2 separate regions of the Mus musculus genome follow, and region 2 is linked to region 1. A link is a contact called in public promoter capture Hi-C data. All regions are on one chromosome and are shown on one strand. The core of a region is the stretch at or near the end of the contact, and the rest is flanking DNA. Distances in the headings are between cores, read along the strand shown.

Region 1 (5,298 bases), core at 808-3,307:
TCAAAACATGAGAATATGGAAGACATTTTAAGTCAAAGCAGATATGTTATGACTCCAAAATATTTAAGGAGTTGTCCATTTTTAATATGGATTCTAAAAAAAGATTTGTTTATTTTTCCTTTATCCATATTAATGTTTCTTTGCATGCATGCATGCATATTTATATACCACATGCATGCCTATTAGATCCCCCAAAACTGGACTCATAGATGGTTCTGAGCCACCATGTGGGTGCTAGGGATAAAAATCAGATCATCAGCAAGAGCAACACATACTCCTGACTGCTGAGCCCAAGAGTTTTCAGTTTAATTCCTACAGTCACGTTGGTTTCTGCCAGAGCATGAATGGGTTTTCTCTGCCTTTGACTCACTGTGTTTCAATATTTCGCTTTGCTTCTTGTCAGAACATTTATCTGTGGCCATACTTCCTTTACAGGCTCACTATGTTTAATGCCTACAATGTCTAAAGTCATTTATTGACTTTGTATCTTATTAGATGACTTATTAGATATAAACCACTTAAGACAGTGTATGGGGCCTGGTGATAGCAGATGCAGCAGTTAATTATAGAAGGATTAGTAAGGGACAGAGGTGGTCACTTTACAATGATATCCAGGTTTCTGGCTTGTGTAACTCAGTGGTAGTGTCATTTAAGAAAATAGATAGTCTGGGTTGTATGTAATTTTCTTTAGGATAAACTGCAATTTATTATATTGAGTTTAAAACAATTTTAGGCCATTCAAATTGAGGTCAATTGTATGTATGAGTTGAGATTAGGAAAGAATCTCAGGCTAGGAATATGAATGTGAAAGCTACCAGACATATATAATAAACATTACCAATCTTTACTGCCAAATTATCTTATGCTGGCCAGTTTGGTAAGTACTTTCTGAATGTTACTACAGTTTTAAAAATTGATCACTGCATTCTGATAGTAGTCTACCAAGTGGTAATATTCTAGATGAGGAAATGAATACCTAGAGAAGCTTGTTATATTTCCCCAGACCATACAAGCTAAGTGGCAGAGGTTCCGTTTGAATCCTGATGTGCTTTGTCCAAGGCTGAGTACCTATTTAGAAAATAGGTAATATCAATTAAGGAGATAATGTAATTTGGGGAAAGAAGGCTACAGATAGAAGGCCAGGGAGCTCTAAGATCAAAAGGATATACAGGAAAGAAAATATTCCAACTACAAAAGAAAGTGAAATTGAACACTGAGAGAGGAGTTAAAAGCATGAGTGGGAGAGTGTATGGTCTCAAGGAGTGCATGCCTACTTCAGACACGGTAGAAGCATCCAGAAGGATTGAGAACTCTAGCAGCAAGGAAGTCCATAGTAAGAATAGAGAGGACTAGTAAATGGAGTAGTCACAGTGAGCTAAGAGTACAGAGAGCAGAAGTGGCACACCACTATGGCAATGCCAACCCAGGAAAGACTGTCTTTTAAAACTGAAGAGAGAGACCAGGGTGTGGTGGTGCATGCCTTTAATCCCAGCACTTGGGAGGCAGAGGTAGGCAAATTTCTGAGTTCAAGGCCAACCTGGTCTACAGAGTGAGTTCCAGGACAGCCAGGGCTAACTTGAAAAACAAAACAAACCAAACAAACAAACAAGAAACCTGAAGAGAGAGGATGTAATGTTATGGGAAAAAAACCAACTACAACAACAACTACAGTGTTTTCTATTGCTAGGAAGTGGTAGTGCAAATGGTTGTTTTATGTTGCTCATGATTTTGTGAAAAGACAGGCTTTGGGAATAGCTTACAGGGTACTTGCTGTCTGACCCTGTGGTACAGCAGTCTGGGCCAGTAGCTCTGCCGCTGAGATCCCTTCACTGCTGGGCCTAGGTGTTACTGACCCTCTCACACGTGATTCTTCCTGGCTCTGCATCCCACCCCATTAGCCTCTGGTCTAATACGAGTGCTGTGTTTCCTCAGAGCATCTGGTTTTAGAGTAGGCACACTTTGACATAGAAGCTGGCCGCCAAAAGGCTTCTAAGAGGACCACATCTGGAAATTGCATGCTGGTCAAAACAGTCACAGTGCTTGCCAACTTGAGGGGATGGGGAAACAGATGCCACCTCCTGTTTAAAGAGAATCAAGGTCACATTTCAGAAGAGCATGTGGGTTGCAAAATACTGTTGTGGCAAATGGGAAAAGTGGGAAACACTGCAAGTAAGTCTGCCCTGGCAGGAAATTGAGGAGGTCTCCAATTAATAGCTTTTCTTTTTTATTTATTTATTTGATAAAAATGGCTGGGGTGGAGAGGCTGAAGTGGCACTGAAAGTTTGAGGGTGCTTACGATTGGCAGGTGTTACTATGGGACTTGATAGAGAGAGTGGAGTGGACTGGCGAAGGACAAAAGAATTGCCCTGCACAATTCCAGGCCATTTTGAGGGCAAAAACGAATTCTCTGCAGTTGTACCACTGCTCTGTATGATGGCATTCTTTCCTCAGAATCATCTTGCAAGATTAGAAAAGGTAGTTATTAGGTGCAGTCAGGCCTTGGAGTACAGCTATGGAGGTGCAGTAGAGCAACAGTGCAGCCAGGGATTGGAGGGTGTTTGCCAGTGAGTTTAGGGTCAAGACTGGAAGTTGTACCTGCATGGAGCCTAATGAAGTATAGATTTATATCAGCAGAAATGTTTGGTGACATTTGAAGTGACGACGTGATTGACAGAAAAATGAAAAGTTTCAGTGTAATATTAAGAAACAGGCATTTTTATATTCACACAAATGATCTCAGGAGAGAGCAGACTGAATAGGAATGGAGATGAAGACTCTGCAAAGAAGAGATTCAGGAACTAAGAGACTGAGAGGGTCAGAGCCACCCAGGCAGGACGTGTGTAGCAAGGAGCAATGTGAACAAGGAACTAAGATTTCTGTGCAGAGGGGCCTAGGTGGGCAGAGGCTAAAGGCCTGGAAAAATTAAACTTGTAATGTTCTTTGTCTGAGTTGCTAATCTCTATGAAAAATGCTCTGTCTGGTGATACATTGTGCAACAGCTGTCTCACGTAGGAAACGTGTTTCAGCTTTCTTCCGTTAATAGCGATATGGCTCTCTCTCCCTTTATTTAGTTTGTAACTTATCTGTGTCATTTTCTTCAAGTGAATGCGTATCGCCCTAAGGCAGTGCATCATTGGATCTTGATCTGGGTTTTTATTGTCATCAGTTGGATAATAATCTTTCTTTGAGACATTTGAAATATTTCATTTCTCTGTCTCTCATCTTCCTCTTTCCTTTTTGTCCCTTCCCCCACTCCTCTATTCTCTCTGATTTTTGTTTGTTGTGTGTTTGTTTTTTTTTGGTTCTTTTGAGGCAGAGTCTCCTGTAACCTGTTTGTGCTGCAGTCATTGTTCAGAACAGTCTTTCTGCCTTGTATCCCAGCTTCTGGGATTATAAGCATGCCACCATGCTCAGCTTCTAGAAGTTTTACATCAGTGTGATTAGTGATATGGCTGGAATTCAATTCTCCTGGTGCTGTCTTCTTAGCTGTCTCTTTGTTCATTTTCCTCCTTTTGGCCTTCTTCTGCATTGAATATTTTAATCCATTTTATCTTCTCTGTAGGCTTACTACTTAGACTCCTTCGTTTTATTTTTTAATTAGTGGTATTAATTTAAGATTTATAACATGTGACCTTAATATCTCAGTCTACCTTTGAATATTATTTTACAACTTTCTGTGTAGTGTAAGGATCTAGCAGCCAGGTATACAGGACACAGTACCTTACTCTGGAGGCAAAGCAGGAAAATTACTTCCATCTAGGAGTTCAAGGCCAGCCTGGGCAGCAGAGTAAAACTTTGTCTTAAAAACAAAATAAATAACGAATTAACTAACATAAAAATAAACAAACAAACAAAAGGAAGGGTGGTGGATAAGAATGGGAAAGAGAAACATTTGAGCAGAATACTTACCATTTGTCTCCCAGCTTTGGGGCTGTTACTGTAATACATATTATCTCACCAGAAGTTATAAAAGCAGTGCACTGGTGTAAGCTCTGCTGTAGCGCATCCGTTCTCTTCCCTCCATCCGCCTTCCTTCCTTTAAGCCCTGGATGGCCTACAACTCTATAAGCCAGGCTGACCTCAATTTCACAGCGATCCACCTGCCTTTGCCTCCAGAGTGTTGGGATTAAAAAAGCATGAAGGACCATGCTAAGCCCATTGCTTGTCTTTTAGAGAAAGAGAGAGAATAAGATATAAATAAAAAATAAAAAATGTGAGCCGGGTGTGGTAGCTCACGCCTTTAATCCCAGCACTCGGGAGGCAGAGGCAGGTGGATTTCTGAGTTGGAGGCCAACCTGGTCTACAAAGTGAGTTCCAGGACAGCCAGGGCTACACAGAGAAACCCTGTCTGGGGGGGGGGGGGGGAGTATTTTTATTTATTTACATGTTTTTCTTTCTGGTGTTCTTTATTTTTCATAGAGATTTAGATTTTCATCTGATTTATTTTCCTTCTTTCTCCAAGAACTTTTTATTCATTCATTTAAATTTTTTTGGGTTCACATCTATCTGTAAGGACTATTTCAACTTTTGTGTGGCTGGAAAAACAGGTCACTTCATGCTTGGAAGCTATTTGACTAAGCAAAGAAATCTAGGTTACAGCTTTCTTTTCCTGTTTAAACAAGCTGCTGTACTGTCTGGGTTTGCCTCCCTTCTGAAGTCACTGTGGTGTTTCTCTGCTGGGGAAGATTTCCTCTTTCTGGCTCCCTGTAAGATTTTCCCCCTATTGTTGGTTCTCATCCGTTTTCCCATAGCATGCCTTTATCTTGTCTCTGCTTTGGGTGTGTGGAAGTGTAGGATGTATCGCTCTTGGACAGCCAGGCCCTTAAGCACAGGTTAGGGTGTTCGTATTGACCTCTCTGCCTTCTCTTTTGAGGTCCCTCTTTTATGTGTATGTTAAGTTGCTTGTGGCTGTTGCCACACCCCTCCTCCTCTTTTAAAGGATGCTTGTGTGAGGTAGTTCATTTTAGAGGTTTCTATAGCTGTACCTTCAAGCTTATTGGTATTTTTCTTCTGAAGTATTTAATCTGCTCTTAATTTTATGTGCATACTAGACACTATATTTTTAACTCTAGAAATTTTTATTTAGATTCCTTTTATATCCCTTTAACAGATTTATGCTCCTTTGCCTTCTTGGACACATGGAACATAGGTGTTTATAACTTTTTAATCATCTAACTGCTTACTCTAATGTCTATTCTTTTTAGATGTGTTCCTATTGACTGATTCTCTCCTTTCTAACAGCCACTTGGTTTTTTTGCCTCTTGGTGATTTGTTTTTTGTTTTGTTTTTCGAGACGGG
Region 2 (5,802 bases), core at 2,969-5,468, 200 kb before region 1:
TTGTCCACTTTAGAGTGGATTGTTTGTTTTCTTCCTGTTAAAATTTGAGTGTTTTTTTCACAAAAGTACAAATCCTTTTTCATATACACCTTTTGCAAACATATTTCCTCTGTATTTTTTATATCCTTTCAGTCACTTCATATCTATTTGATATCTTAGAGTTTCGAAATCCAGGTGATGGTGGTGCATGCCTTTAATCCCAGTGCTGAGGAGGCAGAGGTAGGTGGATCTCTCTGAGTTTGAGGCCAACCTGGTCTACAGAGCAAGTTACAGGACAGCCAGAATTCACACAGAAACCCTGTCTCAAAAAAACAGAAAGAGAGAGAGAGATTCAAAATTCCAAATTTTTCAGTTTTCTCTTAACTTTCAAGAAAGTAGAAATGAGGCAGGTGATATAGGTAAGGACATTTTTGGACTTGTTTGTTGTGAGGCATCTATGGTCCTTAGGCAGTCAAATTTATTAGAGTAATAAAGAAGGCAGAATCCAATGGTAAATATTGCCATACTATGGTCCAAGCACTTCAAGACTTGGCCTTTGAGACTAAAGGATAAAGTAACTTGTTGACACCAGGGAGCTGGGTATAAGCCAACATTGTCTCAGGGAAGGTCTCACAGGGATTGAAAGGACAGTGACATGGGCACAAAGTACCCCAAGACCAAGGTCTTAAAGAAGAGTTATTTGTCTGAGAGGGATAAAGAGCAAGGAACAAGAGACAAGGACAAGAGATAGAAGGTGGAAGAAAAGGACCAAGGGGACGGGGAGAGGATATTTGACCCAGAGGGACAAAGGGCTGCCTCTGAATAGAGAGGAGACAGACATGGCCCATAGCAAATGGCAGCCTATAAAGGGGAAGGGGAAACCCCATGTTAGGATGAGTTGATTTATTTTGAATGGGCATGTTAAAAGGGGGCTTTTGATTGCTGGACTTCAATACTTTGATAGCTGTTATGTTGGTAGTTTGCCATAGGAGGAGAAAGTGGCCAAACAAGGGACTAGACCTTGGTGGCTAGCTTTAGGAAAGTAACCTGACAATTTAGCAAGGTAGAGGTAATGGGGGAGAAGGGTAAGGCAAACACTGTTGGTGCCATGTTTGACATGCTCAGAGCCTGCTAGATGGTTGTGAAGCCAACTCTCACCTGGTCATGGCAGAGCTACAAAGCAGGTGCTGCTGTCAAAATGGTGGTTCATAGTAAAATAATCCAGGGAGTCTGTTGGGTTTGAAACAAAATGCCAATAACCAGCATGGAGCACTAACTCTCATTCTTGACAGAGAGAAAAACACAGTTAAGCAGAATATTAGACTCCAGACAAGCAGGCTGAGGACCAGCCCTAGACTGCAAGCAGTACTATAGAACTGAACCCCAAATAAAAACCCGACTGGATGGCTATGTGGCCAGGGTCTACAGTTAAGGGGATCCAACAGCTTGGAAGAACAAGGTCCACTCCCGTACCCTTGTTTGGTGGGTTTGATTGAGTTCATCCTGAAAGGCATGAAATCAGAGGCTATAAGGGAAAGCTTCATGGGGGTGCGGGTGGGGGAAGAAGCATCAGCCTGAGCTGTAAGCTGAGGGTTTAGAAGAAAGGCTGACTCGAGCTCAGATCTGTCATTCTAGCATGTGGAGGTGGAGGCAGGAGAATTATAAATTGGAGGACCGTCTGGGCTACATATCTAGATCCTGTCAAGGAAGGAAGGGAGGTAGGAAAGGAAGCAGGGATAGATGGATAAAGAGAGGAAGGGAGAGAGGGATCGAGGATTGCAATCAGGAAGCACAGTTATCAGAACAGAGGGTCAAAGCCAAGGCTGAGATTGAGCAGATCTAGACGTCCTGACATCCTCAGACTCAGACGTTAGGATCCATCCCAGAGATAAGCCCAGGGCTCAGCCTGGAGGTGCTACCAGATAGGCCCCATTACAGACACCAGAGTTTCCTCGAGCTAGCTTCACAAGACAGGACCCTCGGGGCAGGAAGGTTTGGCAGATGGACACCTCAGGCAGATTGTCTACCCTGAAATTCCAAACACCTTCAGGATTCAGGTGACCATGCTCAACACCCCAGAAATGGTCCTGAAAAGCAGCTTATCAGGAGAATTGTTGTAAACGGAAACTTTAAGTGACCCAAGGAAATTTACTTTAAATTATTATTTGTAGTCTGTTTTCAATCTACTCGTGTTTGTTTATGATGCTGGGGATTGAACCTCCAGCCTCATGTACGCTCGGCAAGTCATCTATACTTGGGCTGTAGCTCCAGACCTAGATTTGCTTACCAAGGACAGTCTTTTAATCTGAATATAACCTTTCATCTGTGAATGATATATACACTATATACATGTATCTCACATGGGTCTATACAGTTTTTCAAAAACCACATACTTCAAAAAGCAGTAGGTCTTTATTTTAACAAGGTTTACATTTTATTCTTTACAACATAGCTATTAAAATAAAGGACAAATGATAATTCTTGACTATCTGCAGAGTTAAGTTGAGATCCGTAGAGACTATTGACTCTTTGGCCTTACCTCGTCAGCTTCTGATCAATGAGGAACATAGGAAGGCTTGAAGGGGAGGACGTGACTTGCAGCCTTCTGGACAGTCACTGAGATTGACAGCAGGTGGAGACTAACCCAGAGATGCCTATATTGCTACAGTCCTAACTCTTCCTCTGAGCATACCAACTCCAGGAGGTGTACTGGCCTCATCCTTGGGCTGATGTGTGAGGTCCCTGAACTCCAGATTAGACTTCCAGGTACAAGTTAGGGTGTATCACTTTGCCCAGAGCCTGCAACTTTCAACTAGAATTACAGGAGGAGTGTTTTATAGTCACTTTGAGCACCTCTAAAAGAAGGACACCCATATGATCTGTGATCAGCAGAATAGTGTCTACCTGCGTTCCATGATGCTTGTGTCTGGGAATACATTAGTTCATGTGAGAAAAACAGATGGATGCCTGCTGGACAAGCTAGAGATTCAAGGATTATCTGGGATTATCTTGTAAGGCCAAAACAATCCAAAGGTTCTTAAAAGTTGGAGAGAGTGACCCGGGAGAAAGGGGTGAGGAGGGGGATGGAGAGGAAGAAAGGAGAAGGGAGAGGGAGAGAGAGGGGGGAAGAAAGAGAGGGAGGGGGAGGGGGAGAGGAGAGGGAGGGGGAGGGAGAGGGGGAGGAGAAGAGGAGAGAAGGGAGAGGGAGAAGGGAGAGGGAGAAGGGAGAGGAGAGAAGGGAAAGGGAGAGGGAGAAGGGAGAGAGGAGAGGGAGAGGGGAGAGGAGAGAAGGGAGAGGAGAGAAGGGAGCGGGAGAAGGGAGAGGGAGAAGGGAGAGAGGAGAGGGAGAGGGGAGAGGAGAGAAGGGAGAGGAGAGAAGGGAGAGGGAGAAGGGAGAGGGAGAAGGGAGAGAGGAGAGGGAGAGGGAGAGGAGAGAAGGGAGAGGAGAGAAGGGAGAGGGAGAAGGGAGAGGGAGGAGGAGGGGAGAGAGGAGAGGGAGAGGGAGGGGGAGGGAGAGGGGGAGGGGGAGAAGGGAGAGAGGAGAGGGAAAGGGAGAGGGGAGAGGGGAGAGGGGAGAGGGGAGAGGGGAGAGGGGAGAGGGGAGAGGGGAGAGGGAAAAGGACTTAAGTCTAGCTGTTACAGAATTGAGACTATGAGCCAAAGAGTGTGGGTGGTCAACAGACCTGGGGAGCGTTTGCTGACCACACCTTCCTTTTAGCCCAGTGAAACCTGAATTAGAACTGACCTCCAAAACTACAGCTGGTAAATCCATGTTGTCTTAAGCCAATAATTTGAAGTAATTTTTTTATAGCAAGAATAGGAAACTAAAAGAGCACTCATGACTAAGCTCTAAAAAGAAAAATAATCATTTTTAAGAATAAAAGAAAAGGGGGAAAAATAAGTCTGACAGATTTCTCCTCTTACTGCAAACCCTGGAAGCTACTGCCAATTTTTCCTTTTCTTCTCTTTGAAGGAACAAAGTAGATTTTTAGGTGAGAGCAGGTTTCCTTATTGGACCGATGTTTTAACATTAAAGTAGTAAAACGTAGTATCTACCTTATAAAGGTGCCTCTAGGTGTCTTATCTATGCAGTCAAGTTTGCAAACTACTGGTCTAAAATTTCATTTCTAGCCCACGTAATTAGAAGGTGGCTGCATGCCCGGAGAATGTGTATGCATGGGTTATGATTAACTCCAAGGACATAACGTGTGGGATGACCATGGAGATCTGGCCTGACGACGCAACACTGTGTGTTACCGGCAGAATGGAATGACACGCTCATTAGATGTGAATGCCAGACCAACGTGGAAAACAGGCGGAGGAGGTCATTTTAATTAGTTAATAAGGGCTATTAGGTGGAAGGCGTATAGACTCTGGACAGCTGACAGCAGGCTGAGGAAGGCCAGAGCTCCTGGCAACGTAATGCAGTGCAGTGGAGGCAGCAGCAGAACATGCTTTCTGGATAAAGGAAGGCAATGGCTCAGTGCGTTGGGAGGGCTAGGATCTGGAGTAGGGCTTGTCAGAGAGGAGCCCTGGTACTAAGGGTTCTTGGTGCATGAAGGCTACCTGTCCTGGGTCTCTCATTCACATAGGCCCTGGAATGTAGATTTGTGACATCTGGCATCTGGTAGAGGTGTCCGTCTGTTATCGCAAGCATGTGAGCATGTAACCCCATTTTGCAACTTCTCTCTTTGCAATGTGTTGAGAGCTTCAAGAGACAAGCCTGTTTACCTGGATGCCTTGGCTTCATCAACGATAGATCACAAGATTCGGCCAGTCTCACTGGTTCTTGCAGTCTGTTTGTGTGAACAGTCATAGAACACCTTTCAAAGGTGCCTGAGGAGCAGTGGGGGAGGGAGGTATTTGCAGCTGAGAGCATTATTGACTTTAGTTTTTTTTTTTTTTTTCCTGAATGCAATGTTGGTGGGAACTTTTCTGTTTTTGTTTTTTCTCCCAGAATTACCCATACGTATAATCTATTTTGATTTGTTTTCTAATTTTATTTTTTATTTGTTTGGGTTTTTTGTTGTTGTCTTTTTTTTTTTTTTTTAAGGCAGGGTCTCACTATGTAAAACTCTAGCTGTCCTGGGACTCACTATGTAGACCAGGCTTACAGAGGTCAACCAGGCTTACAGAGGTCAACCTACCTCTTGAGTGCAGGGATCAAATGTATACACCACCTCGCATGCAGGGCTACAACCTGTTCTGTGCTCTGCAGAGCCTCTCATATAAAACACTCTCTCCGAACCCTCTCAGTCTTCCTTACACACTTCAAGCCTTTTGGTTGGTTCTTTTTATGATTTAATCTCCAGGCCTCTACACAAATACTGGGAAAGTTATTCTTAGGTTGGTTTGTTTGGTTTTATTTGCTAATTTAGCCATCAGTCTGACCTTGCCCCCAGCCTTGAGGGTTAAGGTTTTGTACCCTTCTTTCTGGTTCCTGGCTATATCTACTTATCCTCTCTGTGCCCATAGCTCTGTTGGGCTGTCAAAAGACTATTCAGTGTTTGTCCTACTGTGACTATAAAACACTATGTAGAGGTGAGTCCTATAATAAATATGCTAATTTTCCTTCTCTTGCATAACTTTGTGGGTCCCTGGAGCTCATTGTCATATTTAATGTTTGTTACATTTTCTGTATATTTGTTTTCCATTTGCCTATGTCTGAACCCAAGATACTCAGAACCTTCATACATTCTAATAATTTCAACTCTCCAGGGAAAAATAAAATCCTCTCCTAGAGCCTTCCAGGCTGTTCTAAGCTTCTCCAGAGACATGGTTCTCCTCTTGGAACCTTGCCATTACCCAGGAGTCTCCTGCTTC

The links. Capture Hi-C pulls out chosen DNA fragments and counts their contacts.
Region 2: a promoter capture Hi-C map of liver shows a contact between it and region 1. The contact joins two enhancer-like sites.

The regions. Positions count from the first base shown.
Region 1 is chr14:73,255,095-73,260,392 of GRCm38.p6, reverse strand. The region is part of intron 17 of Rb1 (RB transcriptional corepressor 1); the gene reads left to right. Among named protein-coding and RNA genes, the nearest start is that of Lpar6, 20 kb to the right of the region's middle. Within about 2 kb of position 2,057, at least 22 of the 459 cell types and tissues checked have an H3K27ac peak or open chromatin away from gene starts, as enhancers often do. A contact at or near this core is called in liver, where this site is marked.
Region 2 is chr14:73,451,852-73,457,653 of GRCm38.p6, reverse strand. No RefSeq gene overlaps it. Among named protein-coding and RNA genes, the nearest start is that of Gm35450, 20 kb to the left of the region's middle. Within about 2 kb of position 4,218, at least 36 of the 459 cell types and tissues checked have an H3K27ac peak or open chromatin away from gene starts, as enhancers often do. A contact at or near this core is called in liver, where this site is marked.